Linked DNA regions of Pan troglodytes: region 1 is linked to region 2. The links are chromatin contacts, called in public HiChIP or PLAC-seq maps. All regions are on one chromosome and are shown on one strand. Each heading gives the region's core, a stretch centred on a gene start, on an enhancer-like site or on the middle of the called end of the contact. The rest is flanking DNA. Distances are from core to core; before and after follow the strand shown. Region 1 holds the start of IDH1 (isocitrate dehydrogenase (NADP(+)) 1). Region 2 holds the start of C13H2orf80 (chromosome 13 C2orf80 homolog).

What was found. HiChIP or PLAC-seq counts read pairs in DNA pulled down with a chosen protein or histone mark.
Region 1: an H3K4me3 HiChIP or PLAC-seq map of stem cell-derived excitatory neurons shows a contact between it and region 2, with 10 times the contacts expected there. The contact joins the promoter of IDH1 here to the promoter of C13H2orf80 in region 2. A contact is called at or near these places in 2 of 7 Hi-C or Micro-C datasets (induced pluripotent stem cells and stem cell-derived neural progenitor cells), 1 of 1 datasets of contacts at active chromatin or transcription factors (stem cell-derived excitatory neurons) and 1 of 1 other capture datasets (stem cell-derived neural stem cells).

Annotation. Positions count from the first base shown.
Region 1 is chr13:110,485,377-110,491,821 of NHGRI_mPanTro3-v2.0_pri, forward strand. It overlaps IDH1 (isocitrate dehydrogenase (NADP(+)) 1), which reads right to left and starts at 5,052. Exons shown (of 10, transcript XM_001141655.5): 1 at 4,747-5,052; 2 at 3,688-3,761; 3 at 1,201-1,338. The coding sequence starts at 1,322.
Region 2 is chr13:110,412,955-110,419,703 of NHGRI_mPanTro3-v2.0_pri, forward strand. It overlaps C13H2orf80 (chromosome 13 C2orf80 homolog), which reads right to left and starts at 4,534. Exons shown (of 10, transcript XM_054679266.1): 1 at 4,482-4,534; 2 at 4,218-4,336; 3 at 1,221-1,336. The coding sequence starts at 1,261.

The sequences.
Region 1 (6,445 bases), core at 3,802-6,301, 73 kb after region 2:
CCCTGCCAGTTCACCTACTGTCATGTAAAGTCCTGAAACAGGAGTTCCTAAGATGCTTTTTTTTTTAACCTAGTTGGAAGATGTTTTTATGCCTAATTTCCTATGTTTGGTTGACTTCTGCAAGTATTTATATCTTATCATGATTTCTATTTATCATGATTTCAATATAGACATCAGCAGCTTAGATTTAGAACAATTAAAAAGTATGTTTAATGACATTATATGAATTAAATGTCTCCACTCAAACAGGTCCTTAGGACAAATTTTGATGACTAATTCTGGGCTGAGGCAAACACACTTAGAGTTGCCAATAGTTTGGCTGAAACGTGTTGCTCGATATTTTTCTATGCCAGTCTTCAGCCACTTTACCCTTTTAAAAATTCTATCTCTACATAAAGGTACAAAGAACAGAAGCAAGTTTATGAAAAACACAGCGAAAAAAATGAGAGAATTACATAGACTTTTGCATCTGTCCCCAAGCACTTTACACACAGGGCAAAGGGACACAGGATTTAAGGGAATTTTGCTGGAAAGGAGGGGTTCAATTAAGAAACATCATGAATTCTTTCTGCACTACAATTGTATGAAAAGGGCAAAAGGTGAGGAATGAAAAGGAAACAGGTCCATTGACTAAGTAGAGTGATAGAAAATTGAGTTTGAAATGACAAAATTGTGTTAACTGCATTTAGTTTACTGTTTCTTACAACCTCTCTTATTTCCCTTTTCTCAATACATTGTACTATTCTTAGCCACTGCTTTATTACAAATAAAACCTTCACAGGAAACAGAAGGTTAGAAGAATCTGAAAATCATTCTTTCCCTTATAATTCTTGACTTTTAGATGATAAATCCAGTTTTCCTAGCAGTATGTTAAAATTAGAAGATTCATCTGAATATGTTTAGGCTTAAAACAAACTTTATTCACAAAACACAGCTATATCTATATAAAAAAAGCTAACTTCACCTCAAAATAACTCAGATTACATTCTTTTTTTTTTTCCTGTTTCTCCTTCCCTTTTTTTTTCTTTTTTTTTTAAAGTGATGGGGTCTCACTCTGTTGCCCAGGCTGGACTTGAATTCCTGGTCTTGAGAGATCCTCCTGCCTCTGCCTCCTAAGTAGCTGGGACTTCAGGTGTGCACCACTATGCCCAGCCACATTATCCTTTCTGAGTTTGCTACACGGAGGGCTAACTCATTTACCTATGTAGATCCAATTCCACGTAGGGAAAAATGAGTTTCTCTTTAATCAATTCCCAAATGATTCGTGTCATTTCATCTCCTTGCATCTCTACCACAGAACCACCACTGATTTTTTTGGACATTTTGACTTCAATAAACCTAAAAAGAAAAAAAAATACACGCCTTGTCATTTATTTCATTATAAAGTGAAATATATAAACAACATAGTGTTTACATAAACAACGTAGTGTTTAAACAACGTAGTGTTTATATAAACAACGTAGTGACTACTAAAAGAACAATTCATGCAATTCAATTTGTGTGTAGTTGAATAAAAAGCTAGTAACAGCAATTCTATTTACCATTAGAATTGAGTATCTTCTCTGAACAAAGTATTGTGTTGTTTCACACGCGGTTTCTGAGCTAGCCCTCATAACAATCCAAAAAAATGGCCATCATTTCCCCATTTTACTTTGTTAAAAAAAAAAGAGCTTTCCCAAGGCCACCTAGCTAGAGCGTGGGAGAGCCTGACCCTATAACGTGCCCTTCATAATGCAGTCATTATTCTCAACTACTGGTTTGTCTTAAGAAATGAGATTATTTCCACAATCTCATGTTTATTGAACACTTCAGTCCAACTCATCATTTTACTGGGCTCTCAAGATGTGCAGAATGGTGAGTGCTAGTATTTCTCCTCCTTTAAGAGGCTGTTTTTGTTATTTAATAAAAATAACTAGCCATGAGGAGATTCAACTGGTTCCTGTGACCCATATTCAGGGAAACTTTAAGTCTAAAAGCGAGATGAAGAATTCCTGGTGGAACTGTTTTCCTAGAGACAACACAGACATTGGAGATGTGGGGCTAAATACAACAAAGTGATTTCTCAATTAGAAGAATCTCTATACAGTAGGGCCACTGCCCAGGACCCAAGCACGTCCCTGTCATCTTCTTCTGGCTGTTCACAGGCAAGGGTAAGCTGCTAGTGAGTGGGATAGGACAAACTGTGCATTGTCCTAGGAAGACAGCACTTTAAGGATAGGGTGTGGGGGTAGCATATACAAATCAATCTGATTCTCAGAAAGTGCAAGGTTGGACCCTTTGGAAGAAATGAAACTGTCCCAGCTTGTCCCTAGAGGCAGAAGAAGCTCTGAGCCTGCTAAAAGTTATCTATTCCTTCTAATGATGCTCTAATCGAAACTCTTTTTTAATCCAACAACACAGCTGCAAATTGCTTTTATTCTCTTAAGGACTAAAAAAGTCAAGAGAATTGACTTTAAAGAATTATTAGATAAGAAGCCTAAAATAGTCTTTCTTGAAAAATTGAGCTAAAGTAATTTGGTCTTTAAATAAAAATGTAATGATTAGTAGAGAGTAAGCGTCTGTTTCTTGACAAGCCTGGATGTATTTCCAATCCCCAGGCCCATTTTCACTTCCCAAATTCGCAATTCTAGAATTCTTCTTACTAGTGTTTAGGAGATTCCTTTGGGGGAACCTTCTGGAACTGAACTAGACTAAAAGAAATGAACAGAATGGTGTGGATGAGTCAATTACTTCCCATTTGTAATGTCAAGTATAATTTGTAGTACAGCTCAAAGCATATGATTCAGTTCATGTTTGATTCCACTGTCACACCTATCCTTGTTTTAAAACAAAGCAAAAAAGGAGGCAGTGAACTCATCTGGTTCCTGATAATACACTTCCATGGCCATGTCCCTATATGGTATGATGCAACAGTCATGACATGGCAATTTATTCTTGATGGCAAATACAGTTAATAGAGGTCAAATATTGTACCTAAAATGTGAAGACTGATACCTTTTTAGTTCACTATTTCCTTCTCAGTTAAAGCAACTGTACTCTCTGCAGTAATCTTTCTTTATCTCATAATGCATACTTCAGACGCTTCAGGTTTTCCTCACATTACTTAGCCATGAAATTTTTACCATCTTTTAACTAAAACAGTGAAGCTTTATTGTTACTACCATGTGGAACATAATTCTGTTTCTTCTGGATCTGATTTCCATGGGATGGGCTCGAGGCCCCACTGGACTGACTTCTCCACCTTTGTTGCCCCTCAGATTTTGTCTCCAACCCAACCCCAACTTCAGAAGGAAGGGCTGTTCCAAGACCAGCAGGCACCAGCTCATTTAAAGTAGCTGAATCCTATCTCCTAACATACTTGTGCAATTCCAGAAAATAAACGTGGAATAACAATACAGAGTAGTTTAATGAAAAAAAGAGCCATTTAATATTATTTTCATCAACCTCAAGTTTTTGGCCAGATTGTTTTTTGCCGAGTTCATGAACTACAATAATTTCTGGGCGAAAATGATCTCTTGCAGATAAGACACTGTATTAAAAGAAACAAGGAAGCTGTTGGAATTCGTTGTTGGAAATATTCCTCACTCATTCCCTTGCAGTGCCTCGGCCTGCCCCCAAGACCAGTTAAACACTGTACTGCCACATCAAAGAAAGTACAGAAGAAGGGGAAAAATTGCTAATTCTCACCTTGACAGTGAATGAATTTCTTATCACCCCAATTCCTCCCAGTCTTGCAGACTCAACTGAAGGTAGTTTATCGCCTAAAACAAAACAAGGAATAAAAAGTGTTAACATACAGAACACTCACAGGAGAATTTAGCTGTTTTTAGTACCTGCCAGACAGCCCAGTTTATCCGGTTTAAAGTACAGTGCTGAGTGTACTCGGAGGGACAAAGGCCAGTTTTAGGCCCGCAGGCACTTTCCAAATAAAGGTCACGGGAGCACAATTTATCTCTGCGTGTGCGAGGGCGTGCCCCCGCTTCGCCGCCCGTTAGCAGGTCTTGGGGTTTGCACGTCCTTGCTCTTGGCCTGCACCCGTCCTTATGGCCGTTGTGCAAGAGGGCTGCAATCAAGGCTGGATCGGTACCTCCTTCCAGGTCTCCATGCCCGCCCCTCCCCTCCCCTCCCCTCCCCTCGCTGGTGCTGGGACCTTTTAAACTCCAGGCACCCGGAACTGGCGGGGATGTTTCCCCCAGCCCCCTCTCGCCCCGTGTGGCCTAGCGACCCCTCTGAAGGCCGCTGGAGCTCCGCCCCTCCACGCCCCCTGGCGGACGCGAGGGATCGGCTTCAAGGCTATTACTCGCCGCCTGAGTTGCCTGCAGACGCCCGTCTGCGGCTTACAGCCTTCTTTGCATCCAGCCCCCAGCTGCTGCACGTTTTCTTCCTCCTACACTCCAGGCTTAGTCTTCTACATGCATTCTTGCAACTTCCACCTCTCGATTTTCCAACCCAAGTGCAGACCTGATTTTCCCCTTGTCGTTGCATCCAACTTCCTCACCGCCCAGTTTCTCCCTCCCATGCCCAAAAGCAGGCCTTCTGCATATCCAAGCATCCAGCATCCCCTCCTTCCCTTTTCTTTTCCCATTCTCAATACCTGGATTTGTTCCCTTCTTTGCACGCAGGCCTCGACTCCCTCCACACCCAAGATCTGCGCTTTTTTCCTTTACCCCATTCCTGCCTTCTGCGGAATTAGAGCCACCCCTCCACAGCCAGGGACCGGGGCCGCCCCTCGGAGCCTGAAGTTACCTGCCGGGATGATATGCTGGCGAAGAGTTGGGGCGCCACAGCCGCTCACAAGCTCAGACTCACAAGCACAGCCTGGCAACCCCAAACCGGACTCCCAGCGCCTCCGCTTCTGAAGTAGACTCTGCAGAAACCCGGGACCACAGGGCGGGTCCGAGCTTTTCCTCTTCCCGGCTTTGTCCCCTCCCAGGCCCCGCCTCCTCAGCCCACCTCCCCCCCAGCCCCGCCCCCGACACGCCTCCAATCGCCACGCGCCAATTCCCGTGGGATGGGCGGAGTCAGCGAGGGGGCGTGACCACAGTCAAAGATGGAGAATCCTTGGTGCTGCTTTCCCGGTGATCCCGGTGGGGAAAGGGGTTGCTGCCCGGCAGAGATTCAGTCCCGAATCCCGACAGCGAAGAGACTCGTATGCCACCTGCAGGCCGGGGAGCGGGGCGCGCTGGGGCTGCACCACCCCGAACTTTGTAACAATCTAGAGCACCACAGTGTTTCTAGGTCGGCATAAAAGCGAACGGGACAGGGCGCCCCGGGCGGCGGCAGCTTGGCCGGCCCGCTGCCTAGCGCGCCCCCGAAGGGCGGTAATGGAACGTACCTTTGGCTGAAGAAAGAGTGCTCCCGGCCAGCGCGGGGTCGCCTAGGGGGTTCCGCGCTGCCTAATGCAAAGGATGGAAAAGTTACAGAAGCAGTTCCTGACACCACCTATGTCTAGGTCTTTAGAAACTCCATTGATTGTTTGCATTAGAAGATAATGAATGGGATTCTTATTTTCTTTTTTAAGACAGGGCCTTGCTCTGTTGCCCTGGCTGGAGTGCAGTGGAGCGATCACCGCTCACTGCAGCCTTGACTTCCTGGGCTCAAGAGATCCTGCCACCTCAGCCTTCCGAGTAGCTGGGATTACAGGTGCGCACAATCACACTCAGCTAATTTTTCTTTCTTTTCTTTTTCCTTTGGTAGAGATGGGTTTCAGCAGCCCAGGCTGGTCTCGAACTCCTGGACTCAAGTGATTGGCCCTCCTCGGCCTCCCAAAGTCCTGGGATTACAAGCGTGAGCCACCATGATCAGTTGGCAGGGGATTATCTGTGATCCAGTGAAGTTGGACTAGAGATGTGAAGCCTTAGAAAACGGTGGATTGAAAAAAGAATTTTGGTCTCCTCCAGAGATTATATTTTGTGTGTTCATTACTCTCAAAAACATGAAAATAAAGAGTATTTTATATTGTGATTTGTAGGACAATAGCATGCTTGTATATTGCTGCCCAGAATTTAATGCTCCAATATTTATTTATTTATTTATGAGACAGAGTCTTGCCCTGTCACTCAGGCTGGTGCAGTCTCGGCTCACTGCAATTTCCGCCTCCTGGGTTCAAGTGATTCTCCTCTTTCAGCTTCCCAAGTAACTGGGACTACAGGTGTGCCACCATGCTAAGCTAATTTTTGTATTTAGTAGAGATGATGTTGCACCATGTTGGCCAGGTTGGTCTCGAACTCCTGACCTCAAGTGATCCGCCTGCCTCGGCCTCCCAAAGTGTTGGGATTACAGGCGTGAGCCACCGCGCCCAGCCTCCAAAATTTATTTTAAAAAATTATCTCTAACATTGAATTAGTACATTATTCTTTGAAGATAAACTGATCTACGTGGTACTACTCAAGATGCACTTTGGACACCAGAGGGCACTGGTATTTTTCCCGAGAGAAAAGAAAAA
Region 2 (6,749 bases), core at 3,284-5,783:
TAAGTTTATTTCTGGCTTCTAAAAGCTTTTCTTCTGAGTCATTAAGCTTAACTAGATTGATAAAAATTCTTAAATTTCTGCCGAAATTTCAGGATACTTTAAAGTAGCCTAAATGTATTCTTTGGATATAAACTTGTATTTATATCACTTTTGAAATTCCAATTATTTGGATGAGATATGTGGAAGAGTTGGCATTCCTGATCATGGTTTGTTCTTTACTATTCTATTGGCCTCTAACATATAACACAAATATGACTCGCATCAGCATGTCTTTCTTTACCATATCATCTAGAAAGGTAAGTTCCCTTCTTCCTTTTGGGTCAAATTCATTTTCCTGAAGTCTGATGCCAATATAATCTCTGCTTAAAAGCAAGAGATGAATATGAATTCACACATATGTGCATACACATATATGTGTACACGTGTACTATATATGAATTCACATATATGTGTATACATGTATATATGTACATATATGTATATTCATAGTTTCTTCTAGTATTTCTTAAGGGCTTGTTAAAATAAAATTATCTTAGAAGGCTGAGAAAAGATATTTGATGGGGATGGTGATAAGCTCTTTGATGAAAAGGCTATTACTGTTGTGTCTATAACACATATGACATAGAACATAATCTTTCTTTTTTCTTTTTATATGGTTTGTGATCTTTCACCAACATTTGTTAAGTACAAGTCAAAGAAACACTGCCATGGGAGGAAAACATTTCTTTCACAGGAAACTTGATGTTTTCTGTGTTCGTTTTTAAAATGTTCAGATGTAAAGAAAAAGGAGATGAATTTCTTAGTTGATAAGGCTGACAATAAAAGAGGCAGAGCAGAGGCTGCAATTTAGATTCTGGGCCCTTTCAGGAATCTCTCTTATACCTTTTACCAGCAGGGCCAGCCCCTTTCAACGGTGTATCTTGCCTACACAGGCTGACTGGGACATAGGCTCAGCTCTCAGGCTCTAGAATGTGGATGCCTCGGATGTGCAGGCTGCCAGCAGAAACATCCTCCCAAGTGTTTCAGCATCCTGCCTCACACCACATGTGAGCCCTCCCTGGCAGGAAACCGAGAGAGGCCAGATCATCCTCTGGTTTTCTCCTACCATGCAGAAATAGATTCTTAGATTTTTACCCGCTGCCAATACCCAAGCCATCTATGACATGAAATCCACCGAATGCCAAGTGTCATAAATGAAAGTTATTCTCAGTCATACTTACAAGAGCTTTTTCATTTCCTTCTTTATGAGCCTTCTTTCCATGTTAAAGGCTTAGCCAGCTGAGCAGGTATCCGCAGCTAACACTACACTTAGACCCAGCTTCTCTGAGTCTAGAGGCTACAGCAGCAAATCAGAGAGAATATGAGTTAGGGATGCTATCACTCCAAATACCAGTCATGGAGTCCTAGGCTCTGGAAGGGATCTGAGGGAGCACCTCATTCAGGCCTCTTACTCGGCAGGTTCAGGGTCAAAAAGCCACCTGGAGGCTCATGCACTGTACTTTTGTGTTTATTTGACACCTTTTATTCCTTCCAAATTTTTCCAACACTTATTTACTTAATTTACTCTTCCTTGCAATAATCTAGCAAGTAAAACCAAAATGGTTTGTGTAATAGCTGATGAGACTATTCGGGCAGAACCATCCAAACTAGATGGATGTGATCCATCTAGATCTGAATGTGTTTGGGTTTTTCTGTGAGCATTCAACTCCCACTGAGTTCACCCTGGCTCAGTGGCTCATAATGGAGTTTTCCATAGAATCCATCTACACTCTCCTATTGCCAGGAGATCCTTGAAAGAAAATACGGTTATGGGAAATATGTCTTCAATTCCCACCCCCACATTGAACCAGAGATTGAAGATCAGGTGATGGGGTCAAAAGGAGTCTGAAGTCACCAAAAAGGAGTCTATAGAAAATCATCACTATTGAATGGGGTACTCAGGGAGAGGTATAAATAGGATATCAACTCTATTTGTGATGTTTTATTTATTTTTAAATTTATTTTATTGTTGGGCCTCTATGATCAAATAGTTGTTCAAACTTTATCCTGGATGTTTCTGGTGTTTTTTTTTTAATGAGATTATCATTTAAATCAGTGGACTTTGAAAGCAGATTGCCCTCTATCTGAGTGAGCCTTTTCCAATCAGTCGAAAGCCTTGATAGAACAAAAGACTGACCTCCCCCATGCAAGAAGGAATCTGCCAGCAGGCAGCCTTTGGATTCAAACTGCAACTCTTCCCTGAGTCTGCGGGCAGCTGGCCTCCTCTATCAGATTTTGGACTGGCCAAGACTCCACAATCATGTGAGCCAATTCTGTAAAATCAAAATATTTGAGTGAAAGAGATGGTTAAGCCTATACTGCACCGTGTGTGTGTGTGTGTGTGTGTGTGTGTGTATCCACACACATCCTGTCAGTTCAATTTCTCTGAGGAACCCTAATACTCAAATATAACAAAATGTTAATAGTTGTTGACTCTGGAATTCTAAGTCCATGGATGTTCATTATACTACCCTTTGTACTTTTAAAATTGTACGTATATTTAAATCACTACTCTAAAGATGATTGGAAAACAAACTTTAGAAACGGTTTTTTGAAAATGGTACCATATAAATACTAAGCTTCACTTGATTCAGCTCTACCAACAGTAAGCAGAGAGCCAACAGGATGGCGCTGATCTAAATGAATGCTTCCCTAGGCCACCTTCATTATTTTGGATTTTTTTTTTTTTTTGAGACGGAGTCTCGGTCTGTCACCAGGCTGGAGTGCAGTGGCACAATTTCGGTTCACTGCAACCTCTGCCTCCTGGGTTCAAGTGATTCTCCTGCCTCAGCCTCCCAAGTAGCTGGGACTACAGGTGCACGCCACCAAGCCCAGCTAATTGTTTTGTACTTTTAGTAGAGACCGGGTGGTGTCATCATATTGGCCAGGATGGTCTCCATCTCCTGACCTTGTAATCACCTGCCTCAGCCTCCCAAAGTGCTGGGATTACAGGCGTGAGCCACCGTGCCCAGCCATTTTGGATCATTCTTGCTGCTGCTACATCTGCTTTAGTTTTTGGGGAGTGGATGGGATGTGGATAAGATGAAAGTGGGGAAGAAAGTAAGAGCATTTCACAGGAAATTGATTAAGTATCAAGACAATAATATTGCTCCCTACAGAGTCAATGGGGAGAGGATGCAGCAAGCCATAGAGGTGGCCCTATTGCCTAGAGAAGAGAGAGCACTGGACCCAGGAAACCCACACTCATTGATGTGGCTGTGCGTCTTCTGCTTCCCAGCCTCAGGTGTTATCCAAAAAAGATGGGCCTGGTTAACATTGCCAAGAGCACTTGTTACCCTAACATTCTGTAACTCTATAAAGTCTGGCATGCATTAAAATTCTTCTGATTCAATAATTTGGAAAAACATTTGTTGCTAGACTATTTGGCCTATCTCAATTCCTTGGCAGGGAGTAAGGCACACTTAGCATGTGCTTTAATCCATTCTTGTCTTGTAATTCTGAGAAAGCCCTTTGAGTTTCAGATTTACAAGTTATAATATTTGCATTGCTTCGTTGTTATGACAGCTTCGTCTTAGATCATCCCTCATCCTCCCCATCCCCTGCCCCCACCACCGCCATTCAATATGGTATAATATGCAAAGGTTTCAGTCTTTGAAATATGAGTATGTCCCACTCCCAAACCACTAAACTGTAGGTCAGAAGACCCTGTGAGGCCACCAACTAGCTGTGCACCTTGAACAAATTAATTTGCCTATGTTTTTTCATTTCTTCCTCTGTAAAACAAGCGTTGAATGATTGGAGAGGTCCCTTACAGCTGTGGAAGTCAGTGATTTATATGCATTTAGTAGCTACGCCTAGTCTAAAGAAGGCCATTTGCATGGATTCTAATTCAGCTAGATTTGAATTCTGCCAGTTATCCCTCTTCTCTGTCTATAGAGCTCTAAAGAAAACAAGACCGCTGTGTGTTTTGTGTGTGGCTGAAAGCACACACAAAAGAGGTACTGGAAAGATGTCAGCTGTCTCAGGCTTTAGCTGTTTCATAGAAACAATTCCCTAGAAGTCAGAGCCCCCAAATTCTATAGGAATATCATTTCCTGGAGAATATCTGCACATTCCATGCAGGTTCCCTGCTGCACACCTGCAATCGTGGTACAGGTCTCTTGGGCTGTTCTATTAAGTGCCTGCTCTTAACAAATTCCCCTTTGAGAATCGCTCACCAACCGGAGACTGGTTCCAGTGCTTTTGTTCTTTCTCTGCTTCTGGAGGCATGCTGAAGCATCCGCGCATCTCAGACTGGTGCTCACAGACATCAGGAACACATGCTTTTTCCTGGTTGCTAGGAAACAGTGAATGAATTAAAATCATTTGTTTTAAAAATACACTCCCCTACGCCCACCCCCATTAAGGGTTGAGGGAGGGTGGAAAGTCATATATTTGGGACAGGATTGTGATCCTGGCCTGAAGTTCACATGTCTTTTTACCTGAGTAGGCTTATGTTTCCCATCTAAATGATTAATTGAAAAACCAAGAGGATGGGAGGAGTTTACCTTCCTCAGAGTTTTTTATAGCATTTGGCTGCAGACATAGGAATCAATTGACTAAGCAAGGATTGCTGGGGAAGCTAGTGAAACTCTGGCTCCTACATACTTAGGGTGCCCCAAAGTACCCAATGACCCAAAGATCATTCTACTCGATGAATGTCAACACAAAACAGTGGCAATCCTGAAGAAACATCACCTGGGTTCAAGCTATCACCATCTTTCTAATTATAGATGAGATCCCTTTCATGTGCGTCTGTGTGAAGAGACCACCAAACAGGCTTTGTGTGAGCAACATGGCTGTTTATTTCAACTGGGTGCAGGCGGGCTGAGTCCGAAAAGAGAGTCAGCAAAGGGTGGTGGATTATCATTAGTTCTTATAGGTTTTGGGATAGGCGGTGAAGTTAAGAGCAATGTTTTGCGGGCAGGGGGTGGATCTCACAAAGTACATTCTCAAGGGTGGGGAGAATTACAAACAACCTTCTTAAAGGTGGGGTAGATTACAAAGTACCTGCTTAAGCGGGGGGAGATTACAAAGTACATTGATCATTAGGGTGGGGAAGAAACAAATCACAGTGGTGGAATGTCATCACTTAAGACTATTTTTACTTCTTTTGTGGATCTTCAGTTACTTTAGGCCATCTGGATGTATATGTGCAAGTCACAGGGGATGTGATGGCTTGGCTTGGACTCAGAGGCCTGACAATCCCTGCCCACACGCCTGCCTCCTAGTCTTAAACACTTGCTCCCTTGCTTAAAGCTTGTTAATGGTTTCTGTCTGTGTCTCCTCTATACCACTAGACTAGGGGCAGAGTTTGTTCTTCTGGCCCATCTACAGCTGGGTGTCTGTTATTGACACCTCTTAATCTTTATTTCCACTCCTTTCCACTGGCCAAGTAAGTCACTTGATTACCTGAGGTCATATTATGAAAGACACTAACAAAACGCTAGATATAGAATTTTCTAAACTAGTTGTTCACTCCATATTGAGTTTATATTGTACCTAGACACTTCCGGGTTTGGTGAGCCTGAAGTTTATACATTATGGGGACCGTCTTTAATAAAAAGAATGCAGAATTGTAAATATGAAACTAATACAAAATTGTATGTTTATTTAGAACTATTAATTACAAGTTACAAATTTTAAAGAGCTGAAAAATACCACAAACAAAAAATCAGTATTAATATTTTCATGATTACTAACTGCCTAACATACACTAAAATTCCTTTTTTTCTTACATACTCTTTGATTATCTGTTAATAGGACCAAGGTTTCATAGTATTTTCTATAGAGAGAATTAAAAAATAATTCAGTCTCTCCTCTACTGTGACTGTTTACTTTTATTTATTTATTTATTTATTTATTCATTTTTTTGAGATGGAGTTTTGCTCTTGTTGCCCAGGCTGGAGTGCAATGGTGTGATCTTGGCTCACCACAACCTCCGCCTCCCGGATTCAAGCGATTCTCCTGCCTCAGCCTCTGGAGTAGCTGGGATTACAGGCATGCGCCACCACACCCGGCTAATTTTCTATTTTTAGTAGAGACAGGGTTTCTCCATGTTGATGAGGCTGGTCTTGAACTCCCGACCTCAGGTGATCTGCCCGCCTCGGCCTCCCAAAGTGCTGGGATTACAGGCGTGAGCCACTGCACCCAGACAATTTTTTATTTTTTAATTAATTTTTTTTTTGTAGCAATGAGGTCTCACTATGTTGCCCTGGCTGGTCTCAAACTCCTGGGCTCAAATGATCCATCTGCCTTGGCCTCCCAAAGTGCTGGGATGACAGGCATAAGCCACCACGCCCAGCCATTTTCAATTTATTCTAATATTTTGTTTATAATTAAAACTAAACTGTAGGCTGGGTGTGGTAGCTCATGCCTGTCATCCCAGCACTTTAGGAAGCTGAGGTGGGTAGATTGCTTGAGCCTAAGAGTTCAAGATCAGACTGAGCAACATGGCAAAATCCTGTCTCTACAAAAAATGATAAAAACTAGCTGGGCATTGTGGTGTGTCCCTACAGTCCAAGCTACTCAGCAGGCTGAGGTGGGGGGATTGCTTGAACCCAGGAGGCTGAGGCTGTAGTAAGCTGTGATTACACCCGTCCACTCCAGCCTGGGTGAAAGAGTGAGACCCTGTCTCAAAAACAAACAAACAAACAAACCAAAAAAACAGAAAATAAACTGAGTTATTTTTCTTTTTGACTGCCTATTGT